Regions from separate parts of the Zea mays genome. Here all the other regions are linked to region 1. A link is a contact called in public Hi-C data. All regions are on one chromosome and are shown on one strand. The core of a region is the stretch at or near the end of the contact, and the rest is flanking DNA. Distances in the headings are between cores, read along the strand shown. Region 1 holds the start of LOC100037784 (Pti1-like kinase-like). Region 2 holds the start of LOC100280346 (Ankyrin repeat family protein). Region 3 holds the start of LOC103647308 (histone-lysine N-methyltransferase family member SUVH2).

The links. A called contact is a pair of places that touch in the nucleus more often than the background predicts.
Region 2: a Hi-C map of tassel shows a contact between it and region 1, with 2.0 times the contacts expected there. The contact joins the promoter of LOC100280346 here to the promoter of LOC100037784 in region 1. A contact is called at or near these places in 2 of 25 Hi-C or Micro-C datasets (ear and tassel).
Region 3: a contact with region 1 is called in a Hi-C map of root tip, with 2.8 times the contacts expected there. The contact joins the promoter of LOC103647308 here to the promoter of LOC100037784 in region 1. A contact is called at or near these places in 5 of 25 Hi-C or Micro-C datasets (ear, leaf and root tip).

The regions. Positions count from the first base shown.
Region 1 is chr2:174,249,095-174,253,401 of Zm-B73-REFERENCE-NAM-5.0, forward strand. It overlaps LOC100037784 (Pti1-like kinase-like), which reads left to right and starts at 2,319. Exons shown (of 7, transcript NM_001112488.1): 1 at 2,319-2,412; 2 at 3,739-3,986; 3 at 4,098-4,224. The coding sequence starts at 2,319.
Region 2 is chr2:174,020,087-174,024,393 of Zm-B73-REFERENCE-NAM-5.0, forward strand. LOC100280346 (Ankyrin repeat family protein) reads left to right here and starts at 2,345. Exons shown (of 3, transcript NM_001153272.1): 1 at 2,345-2,608; 2 at 2,700-4,307. The coding sequence starts at 2,816.
Region 3 is chr2:174,056,235-174,060,541 of Zm-B73-REFERENCE-NAM-5.0, forward strand. LOC103647308 (histone-lysine N-methyltransferase family member SUVH2) reads right to left here and starts at 2,450. Exons shown (of 2, transcript XM_008671853.4): 1 at 1-2,450. The coding sequence starts at 2,202. The coding sequence ends at 67.

The DNA.
Region 1 (4,307 bases), core at 1,069-3,568:
TAAGGCCTTATAGAGTAGTATAATAGATAATAGATTATAAATTTATAGTTATTATTTTTATTTAGACTGGCATATCCTTACACTGGCAAATTTAAAATCTCAGCGGCTATTGTCTGCTTCCGCCGTCCATCCATTCCAAAGACAGAAAAAAAAGAAAGGGAAAAAAGGGGGTCTGCTGTGGACTGTGTGGTCCCGCAGGGCGCACCATTCACCCGTCTTCCGCCGAGACACCCTGCACGGCTCGCCGAGACTTCAGTTTACTGGAGCACGCACCGCAGCGTCTCCCCCTTCTGCTCATCCTCCGTCCCTCCGTCGGAAGGGCTGGCGCTAAGGGACGATCCCTCCGTCCGCCCGTCCGTTCGACGGGACCTCGGTTGGTTTCGTCGGTCGCTGGTAAGGAAGCCCTAACTATTTTCTTCCTCGGATTGACTGATTGCCTTTTCGAGTTGAGATTATTTCAGTTTGGAGAGATTATCTCTTTCCACGCTGGTGTGCCCTCGAATCCAAATATTCCTTTCCTCAGGGGATACGTGAATGCTCCTCCAATCCAATCTACTTCGTGGTTCATGGATTTGCTTGCTTGCTTGATGCTATAGTACGGAATATTTTTTGTTAATTTCTTCTGGGATTGGTGGAAAAACCAGAGGTCGCCCGTGGTAATAGCGGTGAACTTGGTCTTATAGTGGATTTTTTTTCTTGGAATCTCCTTCCGGTTACAGAATGTACTGCTCTCCACGCGCTTCTGGAAAAGGCTGGCTGAAAGCGACCCGCATTGCTGCAATCACTCGTTCATTCACCTGATAGTGAGTACTACCTGAAATGGATAACCGCAAACCCTCTCGAACGAGGTACCGGCTCTGTTGAAGTTATTCTCAGACTGCAGTGCTATCGGCCTCGCTATTTATGTGAAGTGAACAAACTCTTTAGCTCACATATCAAATAGGTCTAGCGTTCACCGACTTATTAAATTTATGTTGATAGTACGGACGGGGGTTGTACACGGGTACCTATTGAAAAGATTGATTTCATGTAGCCATGCTGGTTGCGTATGAGGAATGCCTTCTTTCTGTTTCTTTCTGTGTGTGGGCCGACACTACTGTTGGCTGTCGACCTATTAGGGTTAGAGTTGTGAGTCTATATATTGTACCTCATCTCCTATCAATACATGAACCATTTCATAATTCTACATGGTATCAGAGGAGGGTTTCTTCCTCCCACCCCTTTCAGCCGCCACCAGCCCACCCCTCGGCAGCAGAAGCGCAGAATTCTACATCAACCATTCCCCCCTCCCACCCCTCGGCCGCAGAAGCGCTGCCGCTGAGCGCCTCTACCTCGTCTAGGCCTACGCCGCCACCTTCCTGGCCATGGCTCTCTTTCATCTCCCCCTTAGCTGGCCAGTTCTAGGATCGGTGGCGCCATCAACGTGCCCCTTGCCCTCGCCTGAGCCACCTAGCAGCGCCTCTCTCTTCGCGCCTCTCCCATCGCCGCCGTCAACCTTTCCTGCCAGGACCGGCGCTGGAACCGCCCCGTTGCCCTCCCCTTCATCTCCTTCGTTGGATCCGTCGCAGGCCCCTGCTCGGCTGGAACCGCCCCGTTGCCCTCCCCTTCATCCCCTTCGTTGGATCCGTCGCTGTCGCGACCTTCCCGGCCGGATTCCACGTTGCTGCAGCCTTCTTGGCTCGATCCACCGTCCCTTTGGCCGGATCCGTCGTTGTCGTCGCCTTCCCGGTCGGATCCGTCGTTCCCCTTCTATTCTGTCGCGGGCGCGGACACCATGAGCGGCGCAGACGCGTGCGCTGCCGTCGGCCTCCCTGGCGGGGCTCCTTGACGTCCGGACGATCGAAGAAACAGGAAGGTCGGCTTGTCGATGCTCTTTTGTTGTGTCGCCCTACCGATCGTTGACGCTCAAACGTCGACCCCTCCCGAAGAACAGGCTCCTGCTGCGTGTCTCCCGACCACAGCCACCTCGACTTCGGCTAACTCGGCATCCAGGGACTCTAGCCGCAACATTCGCACCATCACGACGCTGCGACTGCGGGGGGATTTCAACCCGTCGGCTCCTACCTTCGGCCTCTACTCCAGTCTCATCGTGTGTAGTGCCCCCGTTGCGACTGCGGGGGATGTTAGACTGTGTGTGTGGGCTGGCACCACTGTTGGGTTGCCGGCCCATTAGGGTTAGGGTTGTGAGTCTATATATTGTACCCCATCTCCTATCAATACATCAACCACTTCATAATTCTACAGTTTTCATCTATGCTAACTGTGTTTTGTCTTTTTGTTGCATGTACCAAAGGGAGGACAGGTGACGGAACGGTGATATGAGGCGGTGGTTATGTTGTAACTGCCACTATGACGTCGAGGAAGATGACCACGCCAAGGAACAGGCCAAAGCTCAGAGCAATAAGACCGACTGTATGTTGCTTGCTTTCAATGCTTGTCTTTGTTTGGTCTTGTGAATTCTGTTATGACTGGGCCAGTTGAAGGCTACGTAGGAACCAACCTTTTGTTCTCTATTTCTCTCTTGACGTTTCATGAGAAACCGGGAATTAGGAATATTCAGTTGTATTCAGTCTGAACTCTGAAGAATAGCTGGAAGCAGTTTTCTGGCCATTCACAGAAAGTTTTCATAATCTTTAATATGAAATTGGATTATTGCTGGGTTCAAACATACATATAAGGTAGATCAAGAATTTCAGATATGACTTGGTCGACTAGCTAGCAACTTAATATATAAGTCAACTATCATAGTGTTTCTCATAGCAAATTAATGCAGAGAAAATTCAATGGTACCATCATAGAGTTTCTTAGTATAATTTTAGGCTGTAGAATACAAGGATACATTTTAGTCAAACATGTAGATAGCAGATTCAAAGAGACCATAATGTTATTTTTTATATAAATTGCTTAGGCATAAGCCATCAGGTGCAAAGATCTCGTAATAGTGTTTGTAGTATCAAATATACACATCTGCCTATACAGACAAAATTGTGTCGGAACCCTATTTCTACTTGTTGCATTTAGGTTGCACAGCCTCCCCCCTGTTCTTTTTTTGTCCTAATTCACTGTGCTGGAAGGTATAGACAAAGAAGTCTTCAAACATGTGGCACCCGATCTTAAAAACAAAATCAGGCTCGCCATATATGTGCCTAGGAAGTCTGCATATACACTACGGGAACGAGATTGTTCTCGCGTTTCCGGAACGGAACGAACGTTTGAACGTGGACAAGTTCCACATTCCCGGTTTCTAAGAGTCAACCAACAAGCAAACATCACATTACTAAAATCCCATTAAATTAATTTAGAATTTTTTTGAAAAAGCACAATTTTTTATAACTAAACTTGTGCAAACTTAAACTAATCTTGGAAAGTTTTATACGAATATATTATTTTGTTTAGTGTCTTCTATTCTCAACCCAAAATTGAAAATTTTAGGGTGCGACAGAACACCATACTACTATGTCATATATGCTTAGTATTGACCAATCTTCTCTTTTTAAGTGTCCCAAGTCACACAATGCTCATACTACATGTTTTTTTGTATCTTGTATTTTTTCCAAGGTGTTATTTGTCTTATCACATGTACACCACCTTTGTTCTCTCTGTTCAGTTTCCAAGCTTTTCTGCTAGAATCTGTTAGAATGATTAATTTTAGACCCATGTATTAAGTCCTTGTGTATCATCTTTTAGTTACATCATTTATACCTTGAGTCTTCACTGATTTAATTTTTACCTTTTCAGCCAAGCAGAAGTCTTCAAAGCCTCCTGGTAGTCAACCTGAGCCAGAGTTCTCCCCTCCTACAATTGATGTCCCTGAATTGTCTTTGGATGATTTGAAACTAAAGACTGATGATTTTGGATCAAGTGCTCTGATTGGTGAAGGTTCTTATGGACGAGTATATCATGCCACTTTGGACGATGGGAGACAAGCAGCAGTTAAAAAACTTGATGCATCTGAAAATGAGCCTAATGATGAGTTTCTCAAACAGGTGGGCACGGACAACTAGAAGCTTCTTGATTTGTGTTCATATTCCTCATACATAGTTAATAATGTTGGATGGGGAAAACATGAAAAAATAGATATGTTCTCTGTGTTGCAGGTCTCACTGGCATCAAAGCTAAAACATGAAAATCTTGTTGAGATGTTGGGTTACTGTGTCGATGGGAATTACCGTATACTCGCATATGAATTTGCAACCATGGGTTCGCTTCATGATGTTTTACATGGTAAGACGTTAAACATCCAGTACCCTTTTCATGTCACATGTGCACACATTATATTCTTTAGGATGTCATGCTCATCTGTAATT
Region 2 (4,307 bases), core at 1,095-3,594, 230 kb before region 1:
TATTGATAATTCCAAACAAAATGTATACAATGTCTCAAGGTAGCCATAAGGCTATCTCTCGGCAGCTCTTATCTCATCCCCTATCTCACCTTCTATTTCAAACTCCACTCTATAAATAGTGTTGTCTACAGTGTAAATAGTGTTTTACACGACTATATACACGATCTGTTGGACACAACCTAATGATTATGAAGGTATATACAAATCATTGACAATTTCTAAAAAACTTGTATACAACAACTCAAAGCGGGCATATCAGTGTTATCATTGAAGAGGCAAGTTTGTACTTCAAAACTAGCATGATAATTTAAGCATTATTCATGGTTATGGACTGAGTTTACAGTAATAAAATTGATGTCTTAAGAATCATAAATCTTAGAGGACTTTTGAACCTTTGACATCATACTTATCAATTGAGTTAGCACTCTTTACTTCTTTAGGGAACAAAGACATATAAATTAGAAACCATTGCAAAATTTATAGGGAACCAACCAAAACATAGGGGGCAAATCCTTTTAGTTCTACATTTTTAATGATGATGTTACAACGTATAAAACAAGCAGTGTGTGAAATACACATATTTTCATTATTTATTTGTCGATAATTTAAAAACCATGTACAATAGCTCATCAACAACTCACGGTGAACATAACTGTTATGAGTGTATGCATAAATTTTTTTTGTCGTTTTCTCCAAAAAATGATAAAACATCTCAAGCTACACATAATGATTATGAACATGCGCATAGATAATTGTTGTTTTCTTTATGCCATGTGAACAAGCACTGTGGAAGAGGCTATCCTTCAGAACTGGCATGACAATTTAAGCATTTCTCATTGTTATCATGTAGAGTTTACAAATAACACACTGATGAATTATAACTCACAAATATTAGAGGGATTTTGAACCTCTGAAACTATACTTATAAAATGAATTATCACTCTTTACTTCTTTAAGGAACACAAGCAAATAAATAAATAGGTTCATATGGAACCACCAAAACATATGGACCTAAGTTTTTTTTGATCTTCATATGTTCAATAGAGACCAATTAACAACGCTACTACATATAAAACAAGCAATGTATGGAGTATACATCATTTCATTATTTCTTTGTCAATAACTCCAAGAAACTATGTACAACAACTCAGCAACTCACGCTAGACATAATGGTTATGAACATCTGTACACATCGTTGTCATTTTCTCAACAAAGTTGTATACAACAACTCAAGCTAGACATAGCAGTTATGAATGTGTGCGCAAATAATTGTTGTTTTCTTTTATGTCACGTGGATAGCCACCTTTGAAAACACGACAATTTAAGCATTGCTCATGGTTATGAAGTATGGTTTTATAGTAGCACACTTGATGGATTATGACTTTCAAATCTTAGAGAAATTCTAAACCTTTGGCACAATAGTTATCAATGAGTTACCACTCTTTACATCTCTAGGAAACAAAGATATGTAAATTTTGAAGTAGAATACAAATAATAAAGTTTTTTCGACCGTTCAATTTTAGAAACACAAACCAATTGATGAAGTAGAGTATTGAATGCACATGTTTTCATTAATTCTTTGTCGGTAACTCTAAAAAATTGTATACAGCATGTCAACAACTTATGCTAGACATGAACTAACGTGTGCATAAATTATTGTCATTTTCTTCAACAATATATTTTACAATCTTAAGCCAGGCATAACGTTTATGAGCGTGTGCGTTCATTGTTATCGTTTTCTCCATGATATGAAGATTAGCACCACCGAAAAGATAAGCTTGTGCTTCAAATCTAGTATGACGATTTACGTCATGGATATAGAAAAGAGTCTACACTAATACACTTGATGTCTTATCTCAAAGGAATCTTAGAGCAATTTACCGAGAAGTTATCTAATTTCCTAATTATTGAAACAAATTAACTATCACACTGATGGAAACGTAACCTCTCACCTTTCACACGTGTAGCAGTGTAGGTACCACAGATGAAGCAACACTGTGGTCTGTGGATGGACTTCACCCCTATTTCTCTCTGCTGCAGCGGATTTCAGGGGTGGGGACACGCGTGACGTATGATAACATAAAATCCAAAACAATAAAAAAACGCCAATTGATTAGCGATCAATTAGCGGCGTGATTTTATTTTGTAGAGACGGGCAGAATCGCATACCGAAACGGTTCTCCACGACTCCACTCCTCCCTTTTTGTACAAATGACCCCAAGAAATTTATAGAGAGAGAGAGAAACAAGAGGGGGAGAAGTGGAGAAGAAAACAAAAGTTCTTCCCTCTTCCAAATCCGCGTATTGCGCACTTTTCAATCTCTCATCACATCGCCCCGTTGCAAGGCTGCTTCTGCCTTCTGGTGTCTCTCTCGCTTTCCCTCTCTAGATTCCAATACTTTCCCCTGTTCCTGGGCAAGCCCATCGTGACGGGAGGGCGGGAGACGCTGCCCAGTCTACTCTAGCCTGGGTTTGGAGAGAGATGGGCAGATGAGGGTGGGAGTGGGAGTAATACAACAGAGCCAAACCGAGGGAGGAGAGAGAGGGCCAGAGAACACAAAGAGGCAAGGCAAGGAAGCAGGGACAGACTCCAAGATTGGGGGCGACTGGTAGGCAAGAAAGGAAGCTCTTCTTTTTCGAGTATCACTGGGCGATTGATTTCCGCCGCCATCCTTTCCGCTCAATTCTTAGCTGCCGCAGATAAGAGCGAGGAGCAGAGGCGCTGTTTTCTCTCTCCGATTCCCTCAGCTTCCTGTGGCGTGGTGGGGTGTGTGGCGACGAAGGGAGGCTCGCCGGGGCGCGGACGGACGCCCGCGATGGCCGGCGTCGACGTTGCCAGGCACGCGCACAGCCCGGCGCACCACGCCGTGGCGGCGCGGGACCACGTCGCGCTGCGCCGCGTGCTGGAAGCGCTCCCGCCGGCCCGCCGGCCCGAGGAGATCCGGACGGAGGCGGACTCCGTCGCCGAGGAGGCCCGCGCCGAGGCCGTCTCGGCGGTCATCGACCGCCGCGACGTGCCAGGGCGGGAGACGCCGCTCCACCTCGCCGTGCGCCTTTGTGACGCCACGGCGACCGAGATGCTCATGGCGGCCGGCGCCGACTGGAGCCTGCAGAACGAGCAGGGCTGGAGCGCACTGCAGGAGGCCATCTGCGCGCGCGAGGAGGCTCTGGCGCGCGTCATCGTGCGCCACTACCAGCCCCTCGCCTGGGCCAAGTGGTGCCGCCGCCTGCCCCGCGTCGTCGCCGCCATGCGCCGGATGCGGGACTTCTACATGGAGATCACCTTCCACTTCGAGAGCTCTGTCATCCCATTCATTTCCCGCGTCGCCCCCTCCGACACCTACAGGGTATGGAAGCGCGGCGCCAACCTCCGCGCCGACATGACCCTCGCCGGTTTCGATGGCTTCAAGATCCAACGCTCCGACCAGACCATACTCTTCCTCGGGGAAGGGTCGGAGGATGGAAAGGTGCCGCCTGGTTCACTGTGCATGATCAACCACAAGGACAAGGAGATTATGAACGCGCTCGAGGGGGCAGGCGCCCCGGCCTCGGAGGCAGAGGTCCAGCAGGAGGTCGCTGCAATGTCACAGACCAACATCTTCCGTCCGGGGATCGACGTCACCCAAGCGGTGCTGCTCCCACAGCTCACATGGCGGCGGCAGGAACGGACAGAGGCCGTTGGCCCGTGGAAGGCCAAGGTGTATGACATGAATCATGTGCTGGTCAGTGTCAAGTCAAGGAGGGTCCCGGGAGCGATGACGGATGAGGAATTCTTCTCATCTAGCAACGACAATGATACAGAGAGCGAGGGGTTTGACGATGTTCTGACAGAGGAGGAGAAGAAACAGCTGGAGGCTGCGCTAAAAATGGATTCTCCGGATGCCGGTGGAGAAGACCAGTCGGACTCATTTGCTGGCCCTCGACATAGTTGCTTTGAGCCAAGGGAGAGGGAGATACCCATCGAGGGCATGAGTGTTTCTGGAAATGTGGAGAGTAAGCATGACAAGAAAGGTTGGTTCAGTAATTGGGGAAAGAGAGCTCAAGTTAGCAAGCCAGAAAGGGTGAAGAAGATGGCACCTCCAAGGAGCTCGCTCTGTGTAGATGAGAAGGTGAGTGACCTCCTCTTTGAATCACCCTCAAATGCACAAACAAGACCAGGAAGGCATTCAGTAGATGTAGTCAGAGCAGATGACAACAGAAGGATCAGGGAAAGGGATAGTAGGAGGTATGTTCCTTCTGCAGAGAATGGGCATAGGCGCAAAGAAGGTTCCAAAGAAAGTGAGTATAAAAAAGGCCTAAGGCCGGTTC
Region 3 (4,307 bases), core at 1,200-3,699, 190 kb before region 1:
TGAGAATTCCAAAAATAAAGGGAAAAGAAAGAAAGAGAACACTGCCTTTTAAATAGGTTACTCCAGCTACATGGTTAATTGTCCAGTCCATTCATCAACCATCCCATAGTCGATGCTTAGTTCCCTCAATGGTGGAATGTTTTCCATGGCAAAGATCATTAGGTGGGGGTAAGACACATTGTAATGATCAAACAGCACAAACTGGATAAACACGTTTGGACTGCAACTGTGGCTGAAATAGCATGCCACATTCCTTGCCCTTGACACGTCAATTGCAAAGTTTAACTCAGGAATAACAGGATGGTCTGGCGCCACATAATCAGGGTACACATCAGATATATCACCCCAATCCAACCACCTTGGAGGGAACCTATTTGGACGCACCAAGCAATCACCATTCGCTGCCATGACCTCTGACTGCTGGTGAGTAAGGACAATCCCACTGAACTCACAAATGAATGTGCCAGCCTTAATGAGATCCAAAGAACGAACTCCCCACCCAGTCTCCCTTGACCGGAATACCTCAAGCCTATGTTGAAGCCCCTTCTGACTAACCCTGTTAGGACAACTAGGTGGGCACCTGCAATATGGCCCACACTCATATACTAGTGGCTTGCCTCGTAGCAGGGTTCCAGTCTTATTATATGCAAACTCGCCACCATTCCTTCCTGCACAGTTACATCCAATTGAGCAAATCTCAGCACAATCACAACCACCACCACCACCACCCTCAGCAAATTTCCCCTGGACAGCAGAGGTAGGAAAAATTGGCCGTGTTAGATACTCAAATAAGAGTGGGTCCTGATCATCGTCAACATCATTATAGAGTGCAACTGGCAAGGTCTCTCGGCCCATGGAGATATCAAAGCTGAAATAACCTGTTGGCCTTACAGCAAACACATCCACCTTAAGTTGTTCAGCTGCTCGATAATTCACAGTACCCATGGGTTCTTGGCCCTCAATGCGCAGCATTTTATACTTATAAACACCAAACCCAGATTTCCCACGGTCGAGCCAGTAGTCAACAACTTTGTAGAGGCCATCATAGAAGTATACCTTACCAATAGGGCTTCGTCTTGATTTGACGGCACGGATTACACGAATCTCAATACCATAAGCCATGCTGCGCTCGAGGGCAAGATTGCCACCCTCCAGCTTCTGATCGACGCAATGCTTGTGGAGGTTGGGATCCCGGCCGCCATGCCCAGTGTACACAAGTACGTCGCCATGATCGTCATCATCCTCATACCCACCAGATACAATTATAGATGTGGCTATAGGCTCCCCAGAGGCCGACCTCCCTGCACTGACATAATCAATTCCTGCCTGTACCTGGCCATGGAGGCCAAGCACGCAGAGCTCCATGCGGAAGAAGAAAGCGTCACCAACCGAGATCCCAGGCATCGGCCCCACGATGCGGCGGTCGCGATTGAGCCAGAGGTCGTGGTCTGCCATGAGCGCTGCGGCACGCATGTCTGCGCGGGCGCGGCGCCGGTCCCTGGCAACGCCAAACCCGGCGGCACCAGCGAGGCCGAGGGACTCAGCACGCTCGTCGTCCCTGAGTAGCAGCCCGCGGAGGCACTCGAAAGTGATGCGCGCCCGGCGCACGAGGTCGCGGAAGTAGATCTGATCCTGCACACCGAGCGAGGAGACCCGCACGAGCTCCGATGACCGCGGCCGGCGCTTTTTCACGACGGACCCGGCCCCGGACTGTACCACCGCCGGTGCGGCCGCCTCCGGTGCCGGTGTCGGGACGATCGCCCCGGACCCCGCAGACGAGAGATATAGTCTCGCAAGGCGGTAGTACTCCCGAAGGAGCGAGTCCTCGTCTGGGTTAGGCGGCAGCGACTGCAGCGGGGTCATCATCGACGCGGACGAGAGGTCAGGAGTCGCCGGAGGCGGAGGCACCGAGGCCTCAGTTGCTGGAGCCGCCGCCGCTGCATGCTGCTGCGGCGGCGTCTGGGTGAGGGAGACAGGCAGCGGCAGGGGCCCGAGCTCTGGTGACGACGGCTCCGATTTGGGCTCCCTCTTGAGAAACGGCAGGAAGTTGAGGTCTATGGAATCTGACGACCCGGCCGGAGACGACATCGGCGACGAAGACGGCGAGGATTCCTCCACATCCATTTCCGTAACCAAACCTTCCTGTCCACCATCCCTCGCCTCCTCCTCCGCTCCAAAATTCCCCAAACCCTCGCGGGGCATGACGGAGACGGCGAGGTGAACTGGAGAGGCTGACGAGGGTCGAGGGCTGCGGGGAGGAGTGGAGGATTGCGGCTGGTGAGGATGTTGTCCCGTCCCGCTTGTCCAACTGGTGACTGGAGAGCTGACGTTGGTGGAGGCGAGAAAAAAAAATGGCGCAGTCAGGGAGAGGTTGCAAAATCTCCCCAAAATAGAGCGTCCTCCAGACGAGCTCCAACGGAATCTCACTCCTATAAATAATTTTCTACCGTTGGTACTTGGTATCCATACTTCACGAACAAAACACGTAGGTACATTATTTTCTCTTACTTCTCGCCTAACAAATAGATAAGGACAACCAAAAAATCTTCTCTTCTATTTTTCTTCTTCTCTACTACATAAAATATATAGATTTGTTTCTTTCCGCTGAGGCGACTAAAAGTACGAATAGAATCCACACAAAAACCTCTACTTGAGACAGTGCCGGGCCTAGAATTTAGAAGACGGATTGTTGGGGACTTGTTCTTGAATGCTATGAATTAAGAACAAGACAACATAAAATGTTAAATATTAATATTATTCGTCCGCCGAAACATTATCTCCACAAGGATTTAATGAACTTCGGACGAAGGTCACGAACATAATATTACGAAGGTTTCATCTTCGTAATTAAACTTATAAGGATAATACAAAGTAAAATAAAACATGGGACACTAAAGGTAAATACATTGAAAATAAATGACATCATTCACATATCTTATTATATGAATTTAAGATATTTGAATACAACAATTAGGTACATTTATACCTTTGCCTTGACAAACAATAATTCCCGAGTGATGCGTTAGCAATTACAGGAATGCGTGAACAGTAAAGGAATATTGTTCACTATTTATAGGCACAGGACACAGCCCATGAGGAATTACAATTATGCCCCTCATAAAAGTTTACAACAATGACTCAGACCTTTGAAGGCTAAAAGGTCATTTTATCTTTAAGTCGGTTCAACCCTTCGTCTTCGTATATGTTGTAGCTCTGAAGCTTCGTGAACGGTGTCTTCGGCATCATGTTCAAGCAGCTTCAGTTGAAACTGTTTCTTTTTGCAGGACCTTCGGCGACGAAGCATGGTCCCAACAGTAGCCCCTTCGCGGTGCTAGATCGTTTTTCGTAACGAGCTTGATCCGTGAAAAAAGTCTCTTAGGCTTCAGGAAGCCGAAGGTCCAAAAAACACCTTTCCTGAGCTCGTTGTCGAGAAACGATACATCTTTCGAGCGTGTAGCGGTCCCACCATGCAGGTTCACTGTTCTGATTTTTGCGGCCCACCATTCAGCGGGTGCGAGCAACTGTTTGCCTGGTGTAAAAATCCTGACGATTCACCTTCTTACCTGCAGCACTATATAAACAGACGAGTAGGTGTGAAGTTACCACAGCATTCATTGCTATTGCACTGTTTTGCTGCCAAAATTTTTAACCATAGCCGAAGCTTGATTTTCGCATTCAAACGAAGCTCCAATTTGGTGTTTGCTTCGTCAGAAGAATAGCTTCGGAAGAGAAGGTTATTATTTTCTAAGAAATTTTTCAAGAAATTCAAAATTAAATGGCCAGAGTGCGCTCTACTGCTAGAGTTGAGCGCGAGGGGACGAAGCCGAAGGTGCGGAAACTGTTCCTATCTCTGAAGCAATGAAGCGATCTGGATTGATGACATCAGAAGACACCCCTGCTGCTGAAGCAGAACAAGCAGATATTGAGGAGGCTGGTACTGACGATGATTACAATATCGTAGTACCGAGCAAGCCTAGTCATCTGGACTTCGGGAAGTCGACTATCTCGAAGGCTGATTTCCCGAAGATGGTGAAGTCGGGCTACTTCAGAGAAGATGAGAAAAAGATGATTCGCTTTGGTGGAGAAGAGATTACCCCGAAGCCACAAAAAGATGAAATAGTGATTTTTAAGAGTTTTCTCAAAGCTGGTTTGAGATTTCCTTTGAATAGGATGATTGCTGATGTGCTGAAAAAATTTGGGATCTATTTTCACCAACTAACTCCTAACGTTATTGGTAGGCTTAGTGTTTATATTTGGGCTCTCCGAAGCCAAGCTGTGGAGCCATTTGCCGAAGGTTTCTGCCGAGT